Regions from separate parts of the Mus musculus genome. Here regions 2 and 3 are each linked to region 1. Evidence: chromatin contacts called from public Hi-C and HiChIP or PLAC-seq data. All regions are on one chromosome and are shown on one strand. Each heading gives the region's core, a stretch centred on a gene start, on an enhancer-like site or on the middle of the called end of the contact. The rest is flanking DNA. Distances are from core to core; before and after follow the strand shown. Region 1 overlaps Kcnq5 (potassium voltage-gated channel, subfamily Q, member 5). Region 2 overlaps Kcnq5 (potassium voltage-gated channel, subfamily Q, member 5). Region 3 overlaps Kcnq5 (potassium voltage-gated channel, subfamily Q, member 5).

The links. Hi-C and Micro-C count contacts between places; a contact is called where the count stands out from the background. HiChIP or PLAC-seq counts read pairs in DNA pulled down with a chosen protein or histone mark.
Region 2: a contact with region 1 is called in an H3K27ac HiChIP or PLAC-seq map of large pre-B cells, with 4 times the contacts expected there. The contact joins two enhancer-like sites. A contact is called at or near these places in 2 of 484 Hi-C or Micro-C datasets (the 63-12 cell line and cerebral cortex) and 1 of 115 datasets of contacts at active chromatin or transcription factors (large pre-B cells).
Region 3: a Hi-C map of the Ba/F3 cell line shows a contact between it and region 1, with 1.7 times the contacts expected there. The contact joins two enhancer-like sites. A contact is called at or near these places in 2 of 484 Hi-C or Micro-C datasets (the Ba/F3 cell line and macrophages) and 1 of 115 datasets of contacts at active chromatin or transcription factors (stem cell-derived neural progenitor cells).

The regions. Positions count from the first base shown.
Region 1 is chr1:21,552,828-21,556,778 of GRCm38.p6, forward strand. All of the region lies in intron 2 of Kcnq5 (potassium voltage-gated channel, subfamily Q, member 5), which reads right to left. Among named protein-coding and RNA genes, the nearest start is that of Khdc1b, 170 kb to the left of the region's middle. Within about 2 kb of position 1,999, at least 35 of the 459 cell types and tissues checked have an H3K27ac peak or open chromatin away from gene starts, as enhancers often do. A contact at or near this core is called in the Ba/F3 cell line, where this site is marked.
Region 2 is chr1:21,938,993-21,942,943 of GRCm38.p6, forward strand. The region is part of intron 1 of Kcnq5 (potassium voltage-gated channel, subfamily Q, member 5); the gene reads right to left. Among named protein-coding and RNA genes, the nearest start is that of Kcnq5, 21 kb to the right of the region's middle. Within about 2 kb of position 2,044, at least 16 of the 459 cell types and tissues checked have an H3K27ac peak or open chromatin away from gene starts, as enhancers often do.
Region 3 is chr1:21,827,826-21,831,776 of GRCm38.p6, forward strand. All of the region lies in intron 1 of Kcnq5 (potassium voltage-gated channel, subfamily Q, member 5), which reads right to left. Among named protein-coding and RNA genes, the nearest start is that of Kcnq5, 130 kb to the right of the region's middle. Within about 2 kb of position 2,311, at least 92 of the 459 cell types and tissues checked have an H3K27ac peak or open chromatin away from gene starts, as enhancers often do. A contact at or near this core is called in the Ba/F3 cell line, where this site is marked.

The DNA of each region.
Region 1 (3,951 bases), core at 749-3,248:
TTCTGAAGGTCAATGCTAGATTGCTGCAAAGCCTCCGATCCCACATGAGTTGCATATTTATGTAGATAAAAGTGACTCAGCCTTTTGGGTTCCTTTTTTCTGAATCATTCCATCTCTTGTTTCTGCAAGAAAATGGGTAGGCAGAGGTGCACATAACTTCCTGTAAAGTTTCATGGCTTTGGATCTTGACTTAGAGAAAACAACAAGTTTCACCAAGCTATACAAATTTGGTTTTAAAAATACTACTTTCAGTGAGTCTTCAGAAAAGGAACCAACCGTAACTCCTTCAAAGGAAAAAGGGCCCATTCCCAACATTGTTTCTGCCATGCAGGAGCGAGATTTTTGGATGAGGGCTGTGTAGAAGCTGATATTCTAGAACATCCAGTGTCAGGAATAGTAAAGACAATGTAGGTGTTAAATCATATTCTAGGTTTAAATTCTAATGTGTTAAGGCTATGTGTAATAGGAGAGATGTTGGAAAATGAGTTTCTGAACTTGCCTGAGGCCTCATGCTCTCAGTCTTATTAGGTTGTAAGGTCTGAGATGCTCACTTCTGGCCTCTCATCTCAAAGGACCTCACATACTGGCTTGGCCTCAGAGCAGTCTGCTGATTTTGTCCTTTCCCCTCTATTTTCTTTGCCTTACTTAAGATGCTTTGCACACAACCCTGGGCATTGAAGCAACCTTCTTACAAGTCTGCCTTCCCGTGGTCCTTTGCCATTTCATCTTTCCTCCAGGATAGAGTCAGAGTTATCACACTCAAAGTAAAATTTGATCAGCTTATGATACTACTTAAAGAGTCCTGTGACAGCTCTATGCCCCAGTATAGGGGAATGCCAGGACCAGGAATGGGAGTGGGTAGGTTGGGGAGCAGGGGAGTGGGGGAGGGGATAGGGGATTTTCAGAGGGGAAACTAGGAAAGGGGATAACATTTTAAATGTAAATAAAGAAAATATCTATAAAAAATTAAAGACATTTTCAGTTAAAAAAAAAAAAGAGCTCCTGTTGATGTCTGTCATTGCCAGTACAAACTCCAAAATCTTCTCCAAGGGGAAGACATTCTAAGTCTCCTAGGTGATGCCTAAAACTTCAGATAGCACCAAGTCTTCTGTAAACTAGGCTTTTGTATCCACAGCCCTAAGTTAAAGATAAATTTATAAATTAGACACAATAAAATTAAAAATTAATAAGAAATTATAACAATATTCTGTGATAATAGTTACAGAAATATGATTCTGTCTTCTACCCTCTTTAATTTTTTAAAAAAACATTATGTTATGTAAATGGATGTTGTGCCTACATGTCTGTGTGTGTACCATGTACATTCATGGTACCTGCAGAGGCCAGAATATTGCAGTGGATCACATGGAACAGGAGTTACAGACAGTTGTGAGCTGCCATGTGGGTACTGAGATCAAACCCAGGTTTGGAAGAGTAGCCAGTGCTCTTAACTGCTGGGCTATCCTCCAGCCCCAGCTTCCTTTAAAAAAAAAGTGTCTTATTCTGTAATTACTTTTCTCTCTACTTTCAGTGTGCTTTTCTATTTTCAGAAAGGATGAATTATAATGAATGGTATAATGAGCTCAACATATAATCCTTCTTTTCTTATTAAATTGGGAATGTTCACCCTTTCCGTTATGGGAAGTACTTCACAGTTTCTTCTTGACATATACTCATTTCCTGCAACATTATTCTTTTGTTTTAGGGACACAGTTATACAAAATAGGGGTTAACTGACTAAAAGTCTTATAATACCATGGCAATGGATCTTCACTAAAGAGGGATACAAAATTACCAATGAGAGGGTAGCACACCCAGAGCAGATACCTGTTGACAAGTGGGTGACTCATGGCCCAGATGGGTCAGTGGCACAGGGGGAGGTTTTATCATAAATGCAGAATGGTATGCACTCTAAAACACGGGAAGCATATCCCACAGTTTCAGAATGCAATTGGGCACAAATAATAAAAGCCACAGAAAAAGAGGAACTACTCTACTTAAACAAATAAGTTCAAAGCCCCGTTACAAATTCCTCTGAGGTTCTTTTGTTCAACCACCACTTCCCTAGAACTTCGTCAGCCTAACGACAACTTTTGTCTTGTCGGTCTAGTTTAAATGTCACTATCACCTGTGGACGTTTTTTTCCAATCCCCTAGTAGAGACTGAATCATTTCCTCTGTTTTAATCAGGTTCCCTTTTTATCCTATCATCTTTGTGAATCATGGAACTTCTAATTCCACTTACTTTTAGCTCTCTCATTTAATGAAATCAGTCCTGAATAAAATCAAGGGTGAAATAGAACACTGCATCTAGAATGGAGTAGAAACTCAAGAAAAGTCAAATGCATGCCTAAAAATGTGTGTGTTAAACCCAATGAAATTGCCATGAGATCAGAGAGAGGAGCATTAAGAACTCATCTTAGTTTCTTTAGGTTCTGTTGATCTCAAATGGTATTATAGGATGCTATGTGGGACTCTCTCCTTGCCCCTCCCCCCAGATATCATTACTGAATGACTCTCATTGCTAAATGACTTTAAATTATATTAATATTTAATCTGAAACTATCCATTTTTACTGGTGGCTTCAGACACATATCATACTATTATTCTTCAGGGTTAATGAAGCTTTGATATTTGATAATACTACTAGTGAAAATAATGTAAATACATGAGTACCTAAGATTCAGAAGTGACGTAGAACTCAAAAGAAAGTGAAAACTGAAAACGAGTTAAAAGGAGCAAAAATTAACAAAGATTCATTTTATTTTATATTTTGAAAGCTATACTCTATAATACTCAGTTATACTTATAATACTCAATTATTTTGTCTTGTTGTCCTTCTAAAATTAGTGAAAATTTGTTTCGGAATTTAATAGTGTTTAAATTACAAGATTAATTGGAACCAGCATATTTTAATGTGTTCAGGAAGAACTGAGCTTGTATAGTGATTTATTTAAAAGCTTGACACTAGGACAGGAAAGCAAACCCTGGATCTAGTCACCCATTTCATGTAGTTGAAAGGTTTATCTCAAATTTCTTTTGTTCCAGCCATAGAGTACTTACTTTGTTCTGAACATAGACTAAAGCTATAAATAAAACAAAGATACACTCTTGGGAAGCTTACACCCCAGATGTCAGAAATCAATATTGAGAAGCAATGACAAAATAGCAAGAAAAAAAGCAAACAGTGACAAATGCCATATAGACAAAGTAGAGGTACATACTGATTTGTTTTCAGATTGAATGGTCAGAACATTTCGTTTTCACACATTTACCGTGTACCCTCTACAAACAAGTCGATGTGGTATACACTAGGGTATATATAGACTGTTACATAGAATCCCTATTCTTACCTAGCTTGCAGGCTGAGTAGGAGCAAAGCATGCATGGGAGCAAACCACCCGCAGTTGTAGGTCATCTATGGCTATGGACCACTCTGAACTATGCTGAGAAGCATAGCAACTCTTACAGAGTTGGAGAAATGTTTTGAGAGGAAAAGCTAGGAGTTAAGAATTTAGAAATTAACAGGAATTTCCCAGGTGACAAAATATTTTGGTGAAACAGGGCTTTATGTTGGGATATGGTCATTTAAAGGCACGTAGGCAGGTAACATGCAAGGAAATGAATGACTTACTATTGCTGGATTAACATGAGAATGAGAATATGTGTGTTTATGCTCATGTGTGTAAACTAGCCAGTGCTACTTGGGCTTCCAGGGCAAAGTGGTACAGAATTAGCTCAGAGGTGTAGGAAAGGTATGGCCATTGGAAGACTGGATTTGGCAAGTGGAAGATTGAAGTCTTATAATTCTGGAAGTTATTTGGAATTTTACTTCAGGTTAAAAACAGGAGAAGATAAACTATCCTCTAAATATATCTTAAAATACTCAGGGTTGAATTGTAAAAGAAGATTTAAGACCATTATATCAGTTTTATAGATTTGAGAATTTGTT
Region 2 (3,951 bases), core at 794-3,293, 390 kb after region 1:
AGGCAAAACCTAAAGACCAAACCATATATTTGAACTAAATCTGGTGGTATATGAGGTACCTGTGGGAGGCTGGATTTTGAGTGGTAATGTTTGAAAGCACATTGCAGCTTATGTGTAGGCATTTCTTCCATATTTTCCATTTTGGTCAAAGAGAGCCAACAAAGAAAGAACCCAGTTTTCTTTTCCTTAAAATTAAAACAGATTCTGTCTACTAAATATAACAAGAATCCAAACTTCTTAAATTTGCTAAAAATTATGACAAAAAAAACCTACAGATCCATTTTAATACTCTAGCATGTTCAATTAATATTTAGAGAAAATTATATTTATGTTATTCATAGAATCACCACTTCTATACCTTTCATATAACATACTAGGAAAAATAACATACTAGGAAAGTAGGCTTATGTAATGATTTTGATGCAGAGCTGTAATAAATAAATAGAGGCAGCAAATAATCTGCTGTTACCTTCATTACCTGGAGGATTCTAACCTCTAAATCACACATTTAGTTCCTATAAAGGTATTTTTTTCTCAACACCTACAATTATTTGACATGTTCTTTTTGCCTAATTCAGCATGCTCTTGATATTCCTTAAGCCTCCTGTGCTGCTGCCTTGATTTCTTTTTGTAATTCTTCATGCCTCATGCAAGAGACAGGCAGATGATTTACTTAAAGCCCCTGTATATTTCTTAACTGTATCTGGAACATAGTTGGTTACAATGAAAATGAACATGGGGGATTCTATTTCAATGCACAAGAGAGCCTTAGCACATCTCCACTACAAAGACTCTGTCTCTTCAAATTCAAGGTAACCCCAACAGCTCCAACCTCTCCCAGTAACCTGAACCCCAACTTCCTTTCACTTCTTTTCTTACATCACATGATCTCAAATACCATTAAGTTATCCCCAGTTATTTCCTTTCTGTTCACACCTATCTAATGACAACTCACAACTGCCTGTATCTCCAGTCTCTTGGAACTCAGCCCCTCTTCTCCCCCATGTGCGCTCTTGTGTGCACATGGGACACATAAATTCAGCAAGCACACACATAGATTTAATTATTTAAATATCAATTATTATTACGTTTTCATGAGAGCCTCATTCTAAACTATGCTTATATCATGTACTCAGACATAATAGTGATCACTGGGTGCTTGTCATATGCCAGAGATTGCACTAAATTCTACATGAATTATTTGTGTTGAGTTTCAAAGTGTCTCAGTATGAAGATGATGTAGTTATTTTTACTTTATGAAGCAAGAAGAATCTTCCAAATATTTATTGACTATATGGATAAAGAAATGTATATGAAATAATCTAATGTTCAAATTTACATTTTTAACCACAGAATTAAGTAAATAATAATTATACTTTGATTTTATCCTATAATAATTTCTGTAAGGTATATGTAGAAATAGCTGCTTTGGGAAACATAAAATATAAATATCTTACTTTGACATCAGATGTCTATCAAGAGAACACACTCTTTTGTGTTCGTTCACATTAAGTGGTGTGAGTGTTATTTTTTTTTTTTTATATTTACACTTTGAAAATAAAATACTGTTTTAGCAAGCACAGTATTCAGGGACTGACCCCAATGAAATAACTTAAAATAATTATTTTTACTAAACTAACAGTCACAACTATAAAATAATATAGTTGCTAAAATGTCACCAAATTATGCTTTAAAAAATTAGAAAGGGTCACTCCTTAGTATCTCCTTTCAGATGTCATCCTCTAGCCCCTCCTCACTGAGTAGTAATGAGAGAAAAGTCACCTTAAAGATATAAATTTCACATTAGAATTGAAGGTACATTTGCAGCGGTGAAGATAATACATAGTGAAGAAAAATCTATTTTCCAAAGAAGGATCCTTACAGGAAAAACAAGTAATAATAAAGTAGAAGGGGTGAGGGAAAGCATGCAGCGTTTCTAAGACAAGCAGAAAATGGCTTGCTTCACTGATTCTGACAGCCCGCAGGTTGGTTATGAAACATCACACCCAGGCTAAGACATGGAAGATTCAGAAATTGTGGCAGCTGAAAGCCAGAGATGAAAGCCCAAGGGACACATCTCTCTTTTTACAGGAAGATAGAGCCACTGTTGTGGAATAGACAAACTACTGTAAGCCACTGCTGCTGTGATGCCCATCTCGATGGATATGTGAGCTTGATTGTGAATAAAATCAGCAGTTGAAATTGAGAACATATCTGACGTGTTGTGAACCACATGAGGGGAAGAAAGTACAGCAGGACCCACAGAATCCTCAGTCCATTTAAACAAGGAAACTAAGACATGTTTTTCTTCCTTCTTAAGAATTTTTTTAATTGTGTGTGCTAGAACCAAAGCCAGCAGTCTGAGCAACAAACACCTTTGCCAGCTGGGGCTTCTTGTCAGTGCCCATGTTCAGAATTCATGAGGCTAAACTGAATCCTTTTTTTTTTTTTTTTTTTTTTTTTTTTTCCAGATTGAACGTTCTCCTCTGGAGCAGCATTATCTCTGTCTTCAGGGTTAACCTCACATAGGAACGCAGTACATTTGACATTAGCAAATGTGGTTGTCACCTTCAGGGTCCCTGGCAGTGGCCAGGCTAAGAGGAGAGGTGGAGAGCGATGATGTATCATTAAGTCTGAAAGATCCAGGAAAGCTCAAGTTGGATAAGATAAGGGATGAAGACAAAGGATGAATTGTGTATACTGGAAGACTTCTCTACTTTAGGTGATTATCACCGAACAATACTGGCTTTCTGTGAAAGGCATGAAAGTGAGGGGGAAGAGCAGAGGAGACACGAGGAAGGCGAGGCAGAGCTAGGGAAAGAAAGGAGATAAGAGTGGGACTTGAAGTTGGAGAGAATGAGTCAGAGGAATTAATCTCCCACTTGTCTAAAGAAGCACACCATGAAAACTTCACCTTCAGAAACGCATAACTAAAAAAGACACACGGCTACGGAGCTCCCCCACACCGCTTCTGTGTCAAGGACTTTCAAAGTTACCTACGAATTACAGAAACTTGGGTTTCCTTCTAATGTTCCAGAGATTGATGTTTGTCTTAATGCACATATCATATGGTTTTGTTTGTACATGGGACCTCATGAAAAATTAAAAAAAAATAAAGATTTGACTATGAGTATATACATTGAGGCAAAGGAGGAGGACTTAGGGTGATGGAACAAACTTGTAAAATGTTGTTTATCCTATCCATGCCATGAGAAAAGAAATGTGCAATTCATGTAATTCATGAATAAAATATAATTGGAGTTTTACATCAGCACTATAAATGTTCTTATTGAGTGTAAGTTTTTAAAATGTTATTGCATTATAAAATTTAATGGAAAATTTTTTTCGTTCCCTTAAAAATAAACTCAAATGCCACAGACATTTCCCCAAAATTCCAGCTGTCTGCTCGGTCAGCTTGCGTCTCCAGAACGGTTTTATTTTTCCTCCACTGGAAGTTTGAAGATGTACTCTTTGATATGTAACACCATTTTGAAGGGGTTAACCAAACTTGGACTTTTTTCCAGTGGACTAAGCAGTTTATTTTCACATAATCTAGGTACACATTGCAAAATTAGCATTTTAATTGAAAGGTTTTCATTACTAGTTATAAACTGTCATCCTAATAAAAAATAATCTTCTCAACTTACTTAGTACAACAATTTAATAGATATATTAATGTGTGCATGAGTGTGAAGTTCTGGAAAGTCTACACATAGGTGGAAATCATTTCAAATTTGTAATAAAGTCCAAGTGTATTTCTAGTAAAAATATTTTTACATTCAACCACACCCTGTATATTATATTTTTCTTACTATGTTGGTTTTTCCACTGAAGCAGACATAGACCAAGTGCATGACTTTCTAAACACAAAAGATCCATCACTCTGGGCTATCCGTTCAAGTATTTCTCCATCTCTCTTTGCATCCATCCATCCTTCCATTCATTCTGTTC
Region 3 (3,951 bases), core at 1,061-3,560, 280 kb after region 1:
GAGATTTGCAACTTGGAGGAGAATCTTAGCTATGTAGTAAGGTCTTGTCTGCAAAAACAAACAAAAATAAGGCCAAGGAAACAAAGGAAAAAGATTGCTTATGCGTATGCATGTGTGCTAGACCATACATGGAGGTGAGGTGATGATCCTACAGGCATCCCTCAGCTGCTGTTCTCCTTGTTTTACAAGCTAAGATCTCTCACTGGAATAAAGCTCACCAAGTAGTTTAGCCTTCCAGTGAGTGTTAGGGATCCACCTGTCTCTGTCTTCCTAGTGCTGGGATTATAATCAGGCACCATCCCTCCTGCTGTATTTTGTACATGGGTCCCAGAAATCAAACAAACTCAGATGTTCATCCTCATAAGAAGCACATTTCCAACAGACCTCTTTCTCCAGCTATAAAAATATTCCTTCAAAGAAAATTCACCTGAATAGTCTGGGAACAAAGTAGATCTAAACTTGGGTCTGCCTACAACTAAGACATGATGTTTTTAAACTGTTCCTCCCTGCCCCATCTCCTTTGTGTGAGTGTGTGTGTGTGTGTGTGTGTGCATGCACACGTGCACATATATATTTTTGAGTGGGTACTACATGCAAGTCAGAGGAAAACCTGGCCTTCTACCCTGTTAGTTTCTGATCTTCACAGCTGCATGAACCAGTCTAGCTGGCTTGTGAGCCTCCAGAGATTTATCTTATCTTTGTCTCCTGTCTTGCTGTATAAGCACCAAAATTATGGACATGAACACTCATGCTGGCTTTTATGTAAATTGGAGATTCGAACTTGGGTCTGCCAGTTTTCACGGCAATTATTTTACCCACTGAGCTATCTATTTTTAGATTTATAAGAACTAAAAAGTAGAGTAAGGGATGCATTTCTTGGCTATTGCCCTAACAGAGCTGTAGCAGTGAGCCACATATGGGACCCATAACCTGTCCTCCATGGGCCTCACTGAGAAAACAAAGACTCAAACAAACAGAAATTTTAAAAAGAAAATTTAAAATACAATGTGGAAACATGAGGTTTTCTTACTCTAGGTTTGTTTCTGAATAAGCAGCATACTGGGATAGCTTCTTTTTTTTTTTTTTTTTTTTGAGCTGTCACATATTAGTGCTTTGCAACTCAATTTTATTTAAAGACATAATTGCTATAAAATTTAAAAAAAAGTTGCAGTTGCTGCTGAAAAATTATCTTTAGGAACTATGAGTAAAATAACTAACTATGCAAGGAAACGAACTGAAGAAAACTCATTATCCTTTAATTATAGAATTACAAAAGTATGACTCTAACCTTCCAAATTTGCTATGTATAGGATGATTACATGTGACCCATATGGAAGACTTTGCAGCCTGTTAAAGAGCACATTGATAAGCTAATTATTATAATGTAGCTTAGAAAACACACTTCTAAGAAGAATACAAACGGGCAAAATAAATGGAAGAATTAACACTTTACTTTTAAAATTAGCATTATTAAATCAATTTAATTCCATACTAAAACTATTTGCAAAACAATTTGCAATTTTATTCTATTCTTCAATTTTACCATTAAAAATGTTAAAATTGTTATTCTGGCATTTGTTAAATCACAATCATAAGATTCTCCAAGAATCTTATACAACAATAATGTATATCTCAATAATGAAATATACAACAGCAATTATTTTAGTTCTTAATTAAGTTTTTGAAATTTTACCTGTAATTTAAAGTAAGAAAAATTAGACTGCTCAAAAGTAAACATCACACAGTTAAATTCCATTTGGATCTTACAGCCTTTAATTCTCTTAGCTCCCAAGGACTTAATAAACACACCCAAAAGAGGTACTACCTTCAAAAAGACCAATGCAAAGAACTGTGATATGCATGGTAGACAAATACTCAGTGCTGATAATATAAAAAGCAAAAATTTGGTTGTAGACTAGAGTCGACCACCAGCACAAACAGGCAACATGAAGCAAGTTGCCACAGGCTCCTCTTTCCCTAAAACGTTTCTAGCAAAGCATTTGAAGCACGCACAGACTGCTGATAAACACAGTGCCTTTGTGGTTTACTCTATATGTTTCTACATTAGAAATATCGGGCAGGAGCCATTTGACCGATAGGAACTGGGAAAAAAATTAACATCTGCCCTTTGTAGTCCTCAGGGTTTCCATGGGAATTCTGTCTATATTAGCTTTGGCAGAGGATGGTAGCTATTTTTAGAGGATCTGAAAGTAACTACGAATGCCTTTCACTTTTGTTTCAAAGCTGAGCTGTTGATTGGCCCCTCACCTCACACACACTAATAGACAGACTTCTGAGAACTGTATTTGGCTTTGCATGGATTCGACTCAAAATAACAAGCTGAGTCACCAACTCCTTTCCCACATGGTTTGGGTGCTGATAGGACTGTCCTTTTAATTAGCTGTAATTGTTCCTAAGACTTTACCCAGGAGGCCTTGCTCCACCATCTCTTCGACATAAATGTGGAATGCTAATGGATCTCTTCCCCTAGAGCCTTGCCCGGTACTTCCTGAATGGGTGCACTTGGTTTATTAATGAAAGTTACCAACTACAGGCCAAGCCCAGCAGTGCACATTGTCATCGCTGAGAGAAAGCATGGCACTGGCACTGGGAAAGCAGCTGCCTCCTCTGTTCGTTTATGAACTCATTCTCTCAAGACCTCTGCGTTACGCTGGGGCTCAAGTGCTGAGTGCTTCTGTATGTTCTGTTCAGTAATATCTGTACCTTCTGTCCAACTTCTCCTCGTTTCTTCTCATATTATATGCCGGAGATTCCCCACCGTAGAACAAGGAAAAGGGAGGCTAGAGAAGGCCTGTGTGCCTGTGTATGTGAAGTAATATTCCTTTGTCTCTCCTATAAGGAGCCAAGTATTCTACTAATAGGAATTAATCAGCTATTTCAGTTTGACTGACATATTTAAGGGTTACATTTCACTGAATTTTAAATACTGTGTGTAGTTATGTCCAGTTATCTGGTCTCTCTCGTGGAGGGCATCCATCTCTTAAGCAGTAGATGAGTAACACAGGAATAATGATATTTTCATTTAAACCATGATATTTTGCACCTGCGGGAGAGATGGGCTGGGATTAAACCATGTAAATTAGAAAGCCTGACTATCTATACACTGATATAACACAGTCCTCTAGGTATGCATTCATGTGATCTGGGAATGGATGCCTCTTCTAGAGACCAGTGTCCTGCGGTATTCTACATGATCCATAGTGGAACCTAAGTTTTTAAAAAACACTAAACAGGCAGATGTAGTATGAAGCTGAACTAATAATATATAGCCCTCCTTAACCATAACTGAACCCATCTCGAATTGAGCATTCCTTTTTCCACCAAAATAACCATTTAGTGATAATGTGAATGACAGAGAGACAGAGAGCAGAAAGAATGAAACTGATGTCCTAAAATGTATGGACCATAGTCTGTGCAGCTAGACCTCGTCCCTTTAGCTTCAAGGAAGAATGTCTGCACGGAGGTCATTTCTCTCCGAAGGTATTGGATTTCATGCAGCTAGAGGTGTTTCTCATTAATTAGTGTCTGGTTGGACAAACAAGGTTCTAATTTGAAATAGGAAAAACTGTGGTGTCTATATTTTACTTTGGTTTTAGGGTGTTTTGTCTAACATAAAGTTCTCGAAGGCCAAAGGTCTCTTCTCCTCACTTTCTAGCTTAAATGACTGTGTTCATAATTATTCACTGAGATTTCTGTCTATTTTCCTTGGTTTTAATTATTATATCTTCTAACTGATACTAAAGTCAGATAAAGCAAGTTAGAAGGAATGCCAAGCTAGACTTGACCCAGGCATGCCTTCTTACTATAGACACCAGGTTATTATATTTTTAAAATGATAAAACTATCTATAGATAAATAAAAATAAATAACATAATATATAACATAAATAAATGGGCAGTCAAAGGTTAGGACAGACACTTAATAAAATAA